Regions from separate parts of the Zea mays genome. Here region 1 is linked to region 2. A link is a contact called in public Hi-C data. All regions are on one chromosome and are shown on one strand. The core of a region is the stretch at or near the end of the contact, and the rest is flanking DNA. Distances in the headings are between cores, read along the strand shown. Region 1 holds the start of LOC100383758. Region 2 holds the start of LOC100274101 (Serine/threonine-protein kinase MHK).

The links. Hi-C and Micro-C count contacts between places; a contact is called where the count stands out from the background.
Region 1: a contact with region 2 is called in a Hi-C map of leaf, with 6 times the contacts expected there. The contact joins the promoter of LOC100383758 here to the promoter of LOC100274101 in region 2. A contact is called at or near these places in 8 of 25 Hi-C or Micro-C datasets (bundle sheath, ear, leaf and 1 more).

Annotation. Positions count from the first base shown.
Region 1 is chr6:70,264,279-70,270,431 of Zm-B73-REFERENCE-NAM-5.0, reverse strand. It overlaps LOC100383758, which reads right to left and starts at 3,788. Exons shown (of 4, transcript NM_001176393.2): 1 at 3,443-3,788; 2 at 3,235-3,332; 3 at 3,067-3,132; 4 at 1,287-1,634. The coding sequence starts at 3,633. The coding sequence ends at 1,492. It overlaps LOC100384563 (Protein ENHANCED DISEASE RESISTANCE 2), which reads right to left. Exons shown (of 22, transcript NM_001177074.1): 16 at 5,924-6,057; 17 at 5,709-5,810; 18 at 5,416-5,460; 19 at 4,979-5,119; 20 at 4,810-4,905; 21 at 4,548-4,649; 22 at 4,041-4,439. The coding sequence ends at 4,335.
Region 2 is chr6:69,490,207-69,496,715 of Zm-B73-REFERENCE-NAM-5.0, reverse strand. LOC100274101 (Serine/threonine-protein kinase MHK) reads right to left here and starts at 2,023. Exons shown (of 19, transcript NM_001354976.1): 1 at 1,831-2,023; 2 at 523-939; 3 at 308-440; 4 at 35-229. The coding sequence starts at 42. LOC103629392 (protein CYCLOPS) reads right to left here. Exons shown (of 10, transcript XM_023300342.2): 10 at 6,330-6,509. LOC100278717 reads left to right here and starts at 4,803. Exons shown (of 1, transcript NM_001151902.2): 1 at 4,803-5,791. The coding sequence starts at 4,912. The coding sequence ends at 5,652.

The sequences.
Region 1 (6,153 bases), core at 2,539-5,038, 770 kb before region 2:
CTAGGTGCTCTCGCCTATATAGATGTAACTACCAGATAATAGAGCTATCATGTCATCCATCGAGATACATAGATTTTCGATTTGGTAACTTTAAAATTAATTAGATCGATTCGATATTGTAGTGGTGGGTGCCAGCGCTGGCATCCATCGTGACACCATCGTCCGTCACATCTATGAGGCCTGAAGTCGCGAGGATGCTAAGACCCCCACCACCACCACATGGTAGACGTACAAAAATCAGTTTAAATACAATATAAATCATTGAAAAGGTCTAAAACGTGCTTAAGAGTCTGTTTGGTTCTAAGGACTAATCTCTCTCTATATTGTAGTATTATTTAATCCCTAAATCAAACCGTGAAACTAAGGGTGTGTTTGTTTCCCTACTAAATTATATAAGTTAGATTATGGTGAAAGGCTAGTAGGGTAAAATATCACTTTAAAATTACAAATAAACTAATATAAATTAGTGTTGGGTAGCTTATTTCAGTTTATTTGTGATTTTAAAGTGATATTTGACATTCCTATCCTTCTATCATAATCTAACTTATATAATCTTAGGTAGTGTTTGGTTGAAGAGCCAAGTAGAACAGAACCGTTCTGTCCTAGTTTTCTTGTTGTTTGGTTACAAAGTAACTAGAACGGAATGACTCCAATTAGAGAATATTCTCCTCAGATCCAGAACCATTCCGCTCCAAAAAATCAATGGAACGGAGCCGCTCCGTTCCAATCCCGCTCTCACAGTCACGCTCTGTTCCGTTCACTCTGCAACCAAACAAAAAACAGAACCGCTCCGTTCTAGATTACCAAACACAGAACAGAGCGGCTCCGTTCCTAGAATCAGGGATGGAACGACTCCGTTCTACTTGGCTCCTCAACCAAACACTACCTTAGAGAAACTAACTAGACCTAAAACACGAACTAAACTTCTTTAGTCTTGACAAAATAGTGTACTCTAATCCCCGAACCTTCTCCAGACTAACCAAACATGGTCTAAACAACTGTGCTATTTAAATAAGATCTACCAATCTAATATATAGAAACGGTAGCTAGTTTAGTATAGTTTGTCACTTAGTGAGCATTATGAACAACGATAAATCCATTCTATTGTCCAAAAAGTATAATTTCTCGGTTGGAGCACAAAGTGGTGCCAACTGGTGCGCTCTAAGCATAAAACCATATCCATTAGTTCATCTATATAGTCATCTGTAAACTACACTGCTCGTAAATTGAACTTCAAATAGAGATAGGGATGGATAAGCTGTTGGCAATGAATGAAATACCTAATGTTAGGCCTTCATAGTCAATTAAGCAGCTTCCATAAAGAAATTTTACATGTGCAAACGGGCGCTAGTAACAGTGCATGCATTCCAAACCAGGTCCTTTGAGCAATCTGAGTAACTGTAGTTACAGAGTACAATACATCCAAAGCACACTATCCTTGAATTACAGAGCTCAAACCACCTGAACTTGTTATTGTGGACTTTTTTCATCTCATCGCTGGTTCTCCCTCCTGCGTGCGTAGCGGGTCCTGTCATTGTACCTAGGCCTGTCTGCAGCCCTCTGTGGCACGGGCTCGACCCTTCTCTGCCTCTCAGGAGGCCTCTGAACAATCTCACCGTTGACAAGCAGTTCAGCTGTGCAACAAAAAAGTAATAGAATGATAAATCCTATCAACACCAATACAATATCCAATCCAAGCAGCCAGAGGTAAGTCCTAGATTGGACATGAAATGAGCTCGCAATGTCTCATCCCTACTGATCTGAGCCCCATTTCATTGAAGCCCAGAACCGTTAGAGAGACACTTGGTATCAGTCCATTAGCATTCAAAGCAAGACATTGCGGACTAGGCTCCGAGCTTTGCCAAGATGGATTAAGTCTAGTGTGTCTAGTGTGGTTGACACGACACTGGTTCAACTGCTGAAGACAGAACATATTAAACCCAATAGATTGGACATGAAATGAGCTCGCAATGTCTCATCCCTACTGATCTGAGCCCCATTTCATTGAAGCCCAGAATCGTTAGAGAGCCACTTGATATCAGTCCATTAGCATTCAAAGCAAGACATTGCCGACTAGGCTCCAAGCTTTGCCAAGATGGACTAAAAGTCTGGTGTAGTTGGCTGACACTGGTTCAACTACTGAAGACAAAACATGTAAAAACATCTAGATTGGGCATGAAATGAGCTGCAATGTCTCATCCCAACTGATCTGAACCCCATTCATTGAAGCGCAGAACCATTAGAGAGACACTTGGTATCAGTCCATTAGCATTCAAAGCAAGACATTGCGGACTAGGCTCCGAGCTTTGCCAAGATGGACTAAGTCTAGTGTGGTTGACACGACACTGGTTCAACTGCTGAAGACAGAACATATTAAACCCCCTAGATTGGACATGAAATGAGCTCGCAATGTCTCATCCCTACTGATCTGAGCCCCATTTCATTGAAGCCCAGAATCGTTAGAGAGCCACTTGATATCAGTCCATTAGCATTCAAAGCAAGACATTGCCGACTAGGCTCCAAGCTTTGCCAAGATGGACTAAAAGTCTAGTTTAGTTGGCTGACACTGGTTCAACTACTGAAGACAAAACATGTAAAAACATCTAGATTGGGCATGAAATGAGCTGCAATGTCTCATCCCAACTGATCTGAACCCCATTCATTGAAGCGCAGAACCATTAGAGAAACACTTGGTATCAGTCCATTAGCATTCAAAGCAAGACATTGCGGACTAGGCTCCGAGCTTTGCCAAGATGGACTAAGTCTAGTGTGGTTGACATGACACTGGTTCAACTGCTGAAGACAGAACATATTAAACCCCCTAGATTGGACATGAAATGAGCTCGCAATATCTCATCCCTACTGATCTGACCCCCATTTCACTGAAGCACAGAACTGTTAGAGAGACACTTGATATCAGTCCATTAGCATTCAAAGCAAGACATTGCCGCCTAGGCTCCAAGCTTTGCCAAGATGGACTACAATTCCAGTGTGATTGAGACTGGACACTGGTTCAACTACGGAAGACAAAACAACTATATCTGTGGAGCAAGATGAGAAAGGTACCTCCGTAGTCCTTGTACTCAGGGTCAACATACGAATCCGGTAGCACAAAGAGAACACCAGGGAGCCCTGCAGTACAACATAAACAAAACGGCACCAGATACTTATCAGGTCAAATTTAGCAGAGAGAACAACGTAATAATGGCATCATGGAGCATAGGTTGAACGAACCCTCGAGCTTGTTAGATGTCTCCTCATCGATCTCGCACCCGAACCCGAAATAGCGCTCGCACGAGACGTTGTAGATCTTCTTCTTCGCCTCCTCCTCACTGCACAGCAGAAAAAAAAACACCGTGAGATTTCCTTTTTCCAAAAGAAACCACCCCACTCCTCAGGAACTACGGCAATCGTAGAAGGGGACGATTGGTGCCTCGGCTACCTTCCGAGGACCTTGGCGAGGGTCTGGATGTAGCAGTCGATCATCTGCTGCTTGGTGGCGCCCTCCCCGCCGGGCTTGTCCATCACGATGAGCCAGTGCTCGTAGTCGCAGCCGGGGAACAGCGGCGCCATCTCCGTGGGCGCGCGGTCCCGGCCCGCGCCGTAGCCGTCCCCGCCAGGTCGCCGCGCCATCCCGCGCGGGAAGCCGAGGCGGGAGGCCGCCGCGACGACGGCCGGGCGCAGCAGCGACTGCTCCGGGGCAGCGCCGCGGCGGAGGAACGCGGAGAGCGAGTTCGAGGAGGCGCGGCGGGAGAGGAGCCTCCGGGCGGCGGCCGCGGCGGCGGCCATGGTGGCAAAACCCTAGCCGGGCGGGCGGGTATAGTGGGTGGTTTAGGGTTGATGCCAAGTGCTTGTGGGTATCGGAACTTAAAGCTGCGTGACGGCGAGAGGTTTAGGACCAGTGGGGGTTTGGGCTGTGATGGGCCTCGAATGGGCATTCATGGACCAGATCTGATGAGCAATGAAGCAAGCCCAAACTGGTGAATGCACAAAAGGCGAGTTTCAGTGGGTCGGGAATCGGAAAGTACACGAACTTGTTTCTGAACCATGCTGTATCTGTATATCTCACTTTGATGTGTCTATTGCATTACAATATCTGTAGGAAGCTCAAACTACACCGAGTAAAGTAAAATGTAAAAGAAAAGACCTAAAAAAATGGCAAAACTGTATGAAGGGTACAAGGCACTTGTGGACTGCTGCAGTCTGTCTGTCTGAACCTCAAATGTATCGAGCTGCACAATGCTGCAGTGGCTGAACAAATTGGGAGAGCCTTTTTGTGGCGGGGCGGACGGAAAGAACGAAAGAATCTGCACAGGTTGATTTGTCCGTCCCGTTCAGGAAATGTTGTCAAGGACAGGATACACGGCCGCAGAAGGTTCGATGTGTGACAGCCGCGCAGCGCCTAGGAGCTGCTCTGGGAGCTCGTCGTACGTGTTTGCCTGCAGGCGCATCGCCACGGTCAGAAAACAAAACGAGCATCTGGCAGATAACTAGAGAAGTCACTGGAACTGAATGGTGCTAGAGACGGGACGAAACAGAGATTGTACCTGTATAAGAAACGCCATGTCGACTACCAAGGTGGTAACAACGCCAAACACCAAGCCCAGGACCCCGTTGGCTACCGCGGACGAACCGATATCTACATCCACCTGCAGAATTAAGAATGCATCCGTTGTAGGTTTGTAGTAGGTGCATGAGGAAAAAAAAGAATACGGTTTTCTTCTTGTTCCATCTGAACTCAACTGACCCGTGTTCGTTATTAACTAGAAGAAGTTGAATTGGAACTATATTGCTGATGAAGGGACTTACTTCTAAGTAGTCAGGACCACGCAAATAGCTGCAGTCCACGGCTTTCCCCAGCAAGCAAGGTGTGCTTCCAACACTTTGCCGCACTATCCAAGACCCCTGAAGAATTTGAACGCCATGCTAAAGTGAGAAGACGGCACACCAAAAAAAACACTTCAACACTGGGACAGACCTTTGGAACAGATGGGATAAGCTTCAGTCTGCTGTTTCTAAAATCATCATCACCATCGGCAAAACGCTGCAACAGCGATCCTTTCTTCAAGGAGTTTGAGACAAAATAAAGGACCAAGCTGTAATGACTTGGTCCAGGAATCTGCAAGAGAGAAGTGACTTAACCAGGGTAACCCAAGTATAGAAGAAAAAACATCAATATGAACAAACTTGGAAGAAAGCCATAAGTTTATCTTTTAATTCTCAAAATCAGCTGCGGAAGTAACAAATAACAACCACGCAAAAAAACTAAAAAAAAAGGCATGCAGATCGTTGTGCAAGGTACCAATGTAATTTTTCTTGTACTCTGTGCGGTCACCTTTCTGTGAGAAAAGATCGAAGCAGGACAGAAATAAATGGACATGGTAACATGGTAGGATTGTTAGAACATGAGCTTACTTGTATGTTTACCAGGAAAGTGAACATTCCCTTCTCAGCGGCAACCTACATTAGTAAAGGTTCAGTTGAAATCGTCATGTAATAGAAGCACTGTATTAGTTAGGAGCCGGAACACTAATCTAAATCTAGGTCCAACAATGGTATTTTATTTGAAAGGAAAGTTTGGTTGAACCAGTAGTCCTCCAAGACAACGGTATTCTACTGTTCAGAGTTTATGTCACGAACTTGTGGTTACAAAAAAAATGGACTGAGATACGAATGCGTCATTAAACAGCCATGACAGGTTTTCTGACCTGAACCGCAGATCCTTTCCGCCTAGCGACATGATCCATGCGCTTGGCGTCCTTAAACCAGTCAACTGCTACGAGCTCCATTAGATACTTACCTGCTGGTACCTGCAAGTCAAATAACAAAATATTAAACACTTGTTTGACAGTTAACCTTAAAAAAGAGGGGGGGGGGGGGGGGGGGGGGGGAGGAACCAATTGTGTCATTTAAACGCTTGGACCTTTGATTTGTCATGTGGAAAGTTCTTGCTACGAACTTTAAAGATCTTGCTATCAGGCACTGCCCAACAGTTACGACTTTTCTCATTTGTATCCTGACGAATAATGCCCGAAAACCAAGACAAATCTATTGGGTCTGAAGGACCATCAAATACAATGGCAAAGGGGTCAGGGTTAAGTCATGACTTGGCAACCTATAAAAGTCATCAATCAAACTACAAGAATGGAGTTT
Region 2 (6,509 bases), core at 774-3,273:
TTGTTATAATCGTCTGGTTATAGACCATTCTCACCTCTCCATTTTATTCGCTGGTGGTGCACAGAACTGCCCTTATTTCAGAACAGTTGTATAGTAAAAAACAGGACTCATATATGTATAACAGGAGTGTCTTTGGATGTTACAACACCAAAGTCACTGGAGACTCCTCTCAAAGCTATGTATGCTATTCCCATGCTTTTGCGACAACAAAATCTTGAACACGTCTTCTCTGAAATTAGCACAAAACGAATCAGGTAGTTGATAAGTAATAAATAGATCATGTCTACATTAGAGAGTGTGCACGTACCTAAGGTCACGCCATGCAAAGTGAAGGCTGGTGAAGGACAGCGTAACCAATACACACCAAACTTTGGACCGATCAGACTGAAAACTTACAGTGGTAGAGTAGAAGAAAGCTAGCAGAAAACGAAAACCCAAACCTGTTGAGGAAAATATGCATCAGAATTGGAACAGGCAGGATATATAACATGAAATGCTGCTTAGCTATTGATGAAAGGATACCTAGAGCCTATATGCGAAGGCAAAGCTCTAAGCGTTAGATCCAAGTGTCCAAAGATGTCTTGATGGTAACTTCTGCTGGCTGATTAGCACCAAGACAAAGATTACTGGAATGTTGCCAGAGAAACAGATCCACCATGCTCAAATAAATGTGCTACAGCTGCACTGTAATAGTGTAATCACTGGGCAACTCTAATGTCTGACAGCATGGGACCAGGCAAGGCAGTCACTAAGTGTGGGTTGATCCTCAAGTGCAGTTGACAAAAGAGATGACCAGGAAGTCTCCGTAAAGACAAAACCTCCAGCCAAGAACTTCCTCGAGCAGCGAGATGTGGGATACAAAGGAACTTGCTGTGCAGGGGGTGTACTCCATATCCTTGCTGAAAATGCTATAACTCCAGCAGAGCACGGTGATGAAACCTGCATAAGTATAAAAAGCGGTAATTAAGCAACAAATTGGCAATCTATAAATGTGCGGAAAACGAAGTAACATGGTAGGTCATGCAGAATCTGAATGCATGATCGACTTAGCTAGGTTCCTAATTAGTTGGGGCCTAGATGAGTAGATCGCGACCAACGCAGAGGTGCATCAGAAATTAAAAATTCAGAACCAAATAAAAGAGCACAGGCACACATAGATGCATTGAAAAAGCAATTATGTTTATCCCAACGGGTTCTTCTACAGTGAACAATATTGTATGCATCAATGGATGGATCTACAAGTTCCCAACAATTCAAATTAATTGATGTTTGCATATCTCACCTGGTGAAGATGCAAGGTATACACAATGTCCAAATTAGATAGCAACACAACACAACCACGTGTGCTACAAATCATGCGACCCCGAAAACAAACAAACCAATTAGGCATCTAGGGTTCATAGCGGCAGCATACACAATTTGAGCGCAAACCAGTATGATAAATCATCGCTGCGTAGTTGATGATGGACCAGCACGATAAGGCCCCGGAACCATGGCGAAAACCTAATCGAAACAAAGCGGCGCAAACACACACCTACCCCCGGCTTAATCCCACGAATTACCCACCGCGGACCAACCACCACCCCCAGCTCGGATGAAACCGGACGGATCCGACCACGGGAAGCACGCCCGCTGCCCCCCGCCCCCCCTGCCAGGATCTCACCGACCGATCGGCCACCCGCCGCACGATGCCCCGTCACGCCGACCAACCACGCCGAATTCCCCATCCGCCTGCACTCCCAAGCCGATCCCTCGACGTTCCCGGCACCAATTCCCCACCCACGGAACCGGAATCTCTCGAGCTCGCGCGGACCAAGACGACGCACGCACCTGGGAGCCTCTCGGCATAACCGCGCGCCGCCGCCGCCGCCGAAGGGTCCGGGGGACTTACGCACCGCCGCCTCCAGCGCTGATGGGGTGGGGGAGGAACGGGTGGGTGGGTCAACACCGCCGCGCGCGCGGTGTGGAGGAGGACGGCGAGGACGAGCCGACGAGGGCGTGGAGGACGCGGACGACAGGGTGGGTTGCTTCGAGGATTTTTCTGCCGCCCTCGCGGCCTCGCCTTAATTTTATCTGCCCGTGTCCGCTCCGTGCCCGTCCACGGTGAGGTCCCATGTGCCGCGCGTTTTGCGCCCAGGCCCCTGTACGACCCCGGTATCGCAGAACCAGCCTCCCTTCCCGCGGTTTCACGCCCACCGCGGACCAATCCTCGTGTTCAACGCTCCATCGTACTACTTGTATGGAGACAGATTTTTTTTATTAAACTACCAAAAATACTCGCGCGTGCCTAGGAAACATATATAGTTCCTAGGACTCCATTGAAATGGAGAAAAATCAGAGGATTCAATTTCTACGTGAACGTTTGAATACCTTCTTTTAAGATGAATTAAAATTTATTTAATAAAGTAATCTATTTAATTTGGAATTTGATATTCTACCACTTTTTAAAGTTTAAATATAAATCTATCTTAAAACTATAAGACGGAGGATGGAAAATGATTTTATGTATTGTAATAATTTGTTTCTACTCTCACTCATATATAGTAAAAATGTAGCACATAAATATCTCTGACATCTTACTTATTATAGTATATAAATATATTTTGTATAAAACCGAATTAACTTAATTGGTATATGTCTAAATTACTATTATTATAATGAAATTCAATTTTAATAATCCAAACGGAGCGTAAAAGATTTAAAGTATTTATGAGAACCTTTAGATAAAAGATCAAATCGTATCGATTACTTAAAATTTTCTATAGAGTGGTATCCTCTATGTAATTTTGGAGAAAAATAAGTATAAGGTTGAATCTTATGTTTTTATTCCTTTTGTGTTTTGTATTTCTATGTGTTTTTCAATGTGGTCGGCTCCTCCGGCTACCAGCAGCTTGCAAAAAGCAGCCAGCCAAGCTCATCTATAATAAAATTGTAGCTACAGCCAGCCACAAAGAAGAGCAGCCGAAATCCATTTTTATGGCTTTCATGTGTTATAAATTCATGTATAATTAAGATATTATGGAAATTTTAAACCTATGATTTTCTTTTTATGTATTTTGTTAATCCTATGTGTTATAAATTCATAGCCATCACGTTGTATACAAATATCACCGCACAAATCACCGAAGTAGTTATGTACATAATTATCGACGCATTGAATGGAATGCCTACGATAGTCCAAGCGTAATGATTCACAATCTAAATGTTTTTCTCATAATAAATTGAGGCTCTTAACTAATTGAATACGAATAGAGTCTTGTCGTAATTCGATTCGATTCCTAAATCATCGCTAAATAATCCAATTTCAAAGGGCTTGATATGCAAATTACTGACACGGCAGTATAGTTTATAGTTTATATTAGAAACTTCTAATTACGTCGCCTTTGATCTGGTTGCGGTGCGATCGACCAACCTACGTTAGCTTCTGACAATAATTTCATCACAGCGGGCGCTGTAGTCGATGAACGCGAGGCGATGGGCTGTGGATTGCAACATTATTAACGCCGGTGTGATTTGTTTAGGTGCCATGATTACCTTGGCTCGTATATGCTTTACAGTCAGCAACGTGTCATCATTTTTCTCCCATTGTTAAACTTATCCTAAGCATGTGCATGTCCCGTCTTTGAATCAATGCAACGGCTAGGCTTGAATTGACATGCCTCTTTCTACAACGTATCAGGTGCAAATGAATTAACTGATAGGTACAAATCGTGCAACTGATAGGTCAAAATAACCTTTTTACCATTTATGTACTAAGTTTCAAAACAATCGTTTCATCTCATCTGATATATTTTTTTTAAAAAAAGACTTTACATCTATATTCTTGTGTATTGCTGGACGATTTATATCAATAGACTAGCTTGCTGTTTTTTAATGAGTTGACATGTTTTTTTTGGGGGACAATGCTATGTATGCACGAGTCTTCCTGGCAGTTTAGAATCTGATAGAAAATGTGGTTACATTCAATCTCCATGGACGAATCCATAAATCTGCACTTGCACAAAACCAACTTTGAAACATCAGCCATTTTTCTTTTTCTTTTTCCCCCCAAAAAAGAGTATCTGCACGAAAAGGAGTCCTTGGATGGGCCGTATCTTCACCGATGACCACTGGGCCGGTCCAGCAAAAAAGGCACGCTAAAGCCACCAGTCAAGCTGGATCATGTACTCTACTAACTGGGCTGCAGAGCATCTCACCCGATCTCTAATTATTGAGGAAAAAAGCTCCAATTCTTTCTCATCAATCGTAGTCACCCTATTTTTTCTCCCTGAGCTACAAAAATCCCAATTTTTTAAATTAGTTTGTTTTACACACCTTTGATAATTCCGATGATAGGTTTACTGAATTAGCGCCACGTCAGAGGAGTAAAGCTGGACAAAGTTGAAAGCTCAATAGATAATTATACTAAAAATAATGTAATCGATAATATACAAATAAATCGTAAAAACAAATTTCAAAAAACAAAATCTACATGTTTCTACATGCATAAATAACGCATGTAAAAATCTACATGGAAAGAGAAGCAAGCATTCAACTCCGTCTCCAACCGGGCCGTGTGTTCGTGGGAACAGAAGTGCAGCGGGCCGGTGGGGCCCTGCCGTCAGCGCCGCGCGGAAAGCAGTGGGCTCCCGCCATTTCCCCCGCGCCCATTCACACGATGCGGCTTTCCCTCCCGCGCCCGCCCGATCATCCAATTTCCCCTCGAGCATTTTACCGCCATTTTCTTGGCGCCAAACTCGCCTATCCTTTCCCGCCGCGCTTCCTCTTCTCCTATAAACTCCCTCACGATTCCTCTCTCCTCCACAGACCACGCCACGTTCGCAATTACAGAGATCTAGAGAGAGAGAGAGAGAGAGGGCAGATCTACGCTAGAGCGACAGAGCCACAACTAACCGAGAGGGACAGTCCAGTATGGTGGTGGCGCTCGGGCCCGGCCGGTTCTACGGCAGCGGCCTGCCGAGGCCGCGCTTCTTCCCGGGCGACCGCGTGGACCCGCCGGCGTCCGTCACCGACCCGCTGCTCGAGTGGGCGCGCGAAGCGCACTGGTCCATGGGCGGCATCAGCGTGAAGCGCCTCCGCCTGCAGGGCCGCATCGAGGGCTCCGTCGACAAGCTCCGCCGCCGCGCGCACCGCGATGCCAGGGTCAAGGCCAAGGCCAAGGCCCGCGCCGCTGGCCACATGCCGGCTTCGCTCGCCGCGCTTGGGTCCGACGACGACGCCTCCAGCGGCGACTCCGAGGACGAGCAGGAGGTGGCGGCGCGGGAGCGGGCCCTGAAGCGTGAGCTTGTCGACGACGACGAGGACTCCGACGGGTCCGGCGAGTCGGAGGAGGACGAGCCCCTCGCGGCCATCGTCACCGCCGCCAAGAAGAGGCGCGCGAGGAAGCTCAGCGACGAGTTCGACCGCATCGCCGCGGAGCAGCAGCAGCAGCTGGTGTTGGAGAGCAAGCAGAAGCCGGGTGCCGCGACGCCGGCGACGACGTCAACAAAGAGGAAGGCTACCGTGCCGAGGGCTTCGCCAAAGAGGAAGGCTTCTGTACCCGCTGCTGGGGCGCCGGCGAGGTTGTCGCCAAAGAGGAAGGCTGCTGCAACAGCCGCGGCGCCCTTGTCGGCGGCTGGGTCAAGGAGGACCTCGCCGAGGAATAAGCACTGAGTGGTGGTCGCCGTATGTGCTGCTCTAGTTCCTGATCTGTTTCTTGGCGATCGTGGAGTCCTGAAAATGTATTGTGTGGTTGGGTGTCTACTGCTGGATTGAAACGATGATGAAATGGAATCGAATTGATGGTTATATCTGAAATGGGAGTCGAATTGATGGATATCTTTGTGTAATCCTTTGAATTTTATGAACATATTGCATTTTGGGACTGTCATATTTCTCAAGTTTAAACCATCTATGCTATGTTATGTTTGGATACCACAGTCCCCTTAAATTCATGTGTATTGAAGTGAATAAAGTATCTAAACAAGCCCCTAAGGGCTTTGGTTAGTGGGGGACTGCAGGAGATTAAATTGTTTTATATTCAAAATTAAATATAAGAAAATCCCCTCTAATCTTCCTCACTCCACCTTACCTGAAACTCATGCTTGGCCAGCTTGGGAAGACGCTCTCATGTCTGAGGTGCTAGTTTGCTACAGTGACACAACTATGGCTTCAAGCACATACATACCATACAATACTGGGGTCATGATGAAATGTGGTTGTTTCTATCTCTGAAACAACCTTGAAATGAAAGTTGTTCCTGCTCTTTGTTATATGTGGTGCTGTCTTTGTATACTGAAACTTGGGTCAACCATAATGTAGTTCATGTTCTAATACCCAAGAGGCCAAGATGCTACCACCCTTTTTGGGCTCCATTTCATACTGTAATTAGTTCAAGATACAAGTCAAAGGAAGTAAACTGTAATCCCTGATCCCTTTGCTTGTTGGTATTAATATACATTAAACTTGTGATAACAAGGAAAGAATGGTGATACATTTAGGCCAGCACTTAATTCTTGCTGCCCTGCTGG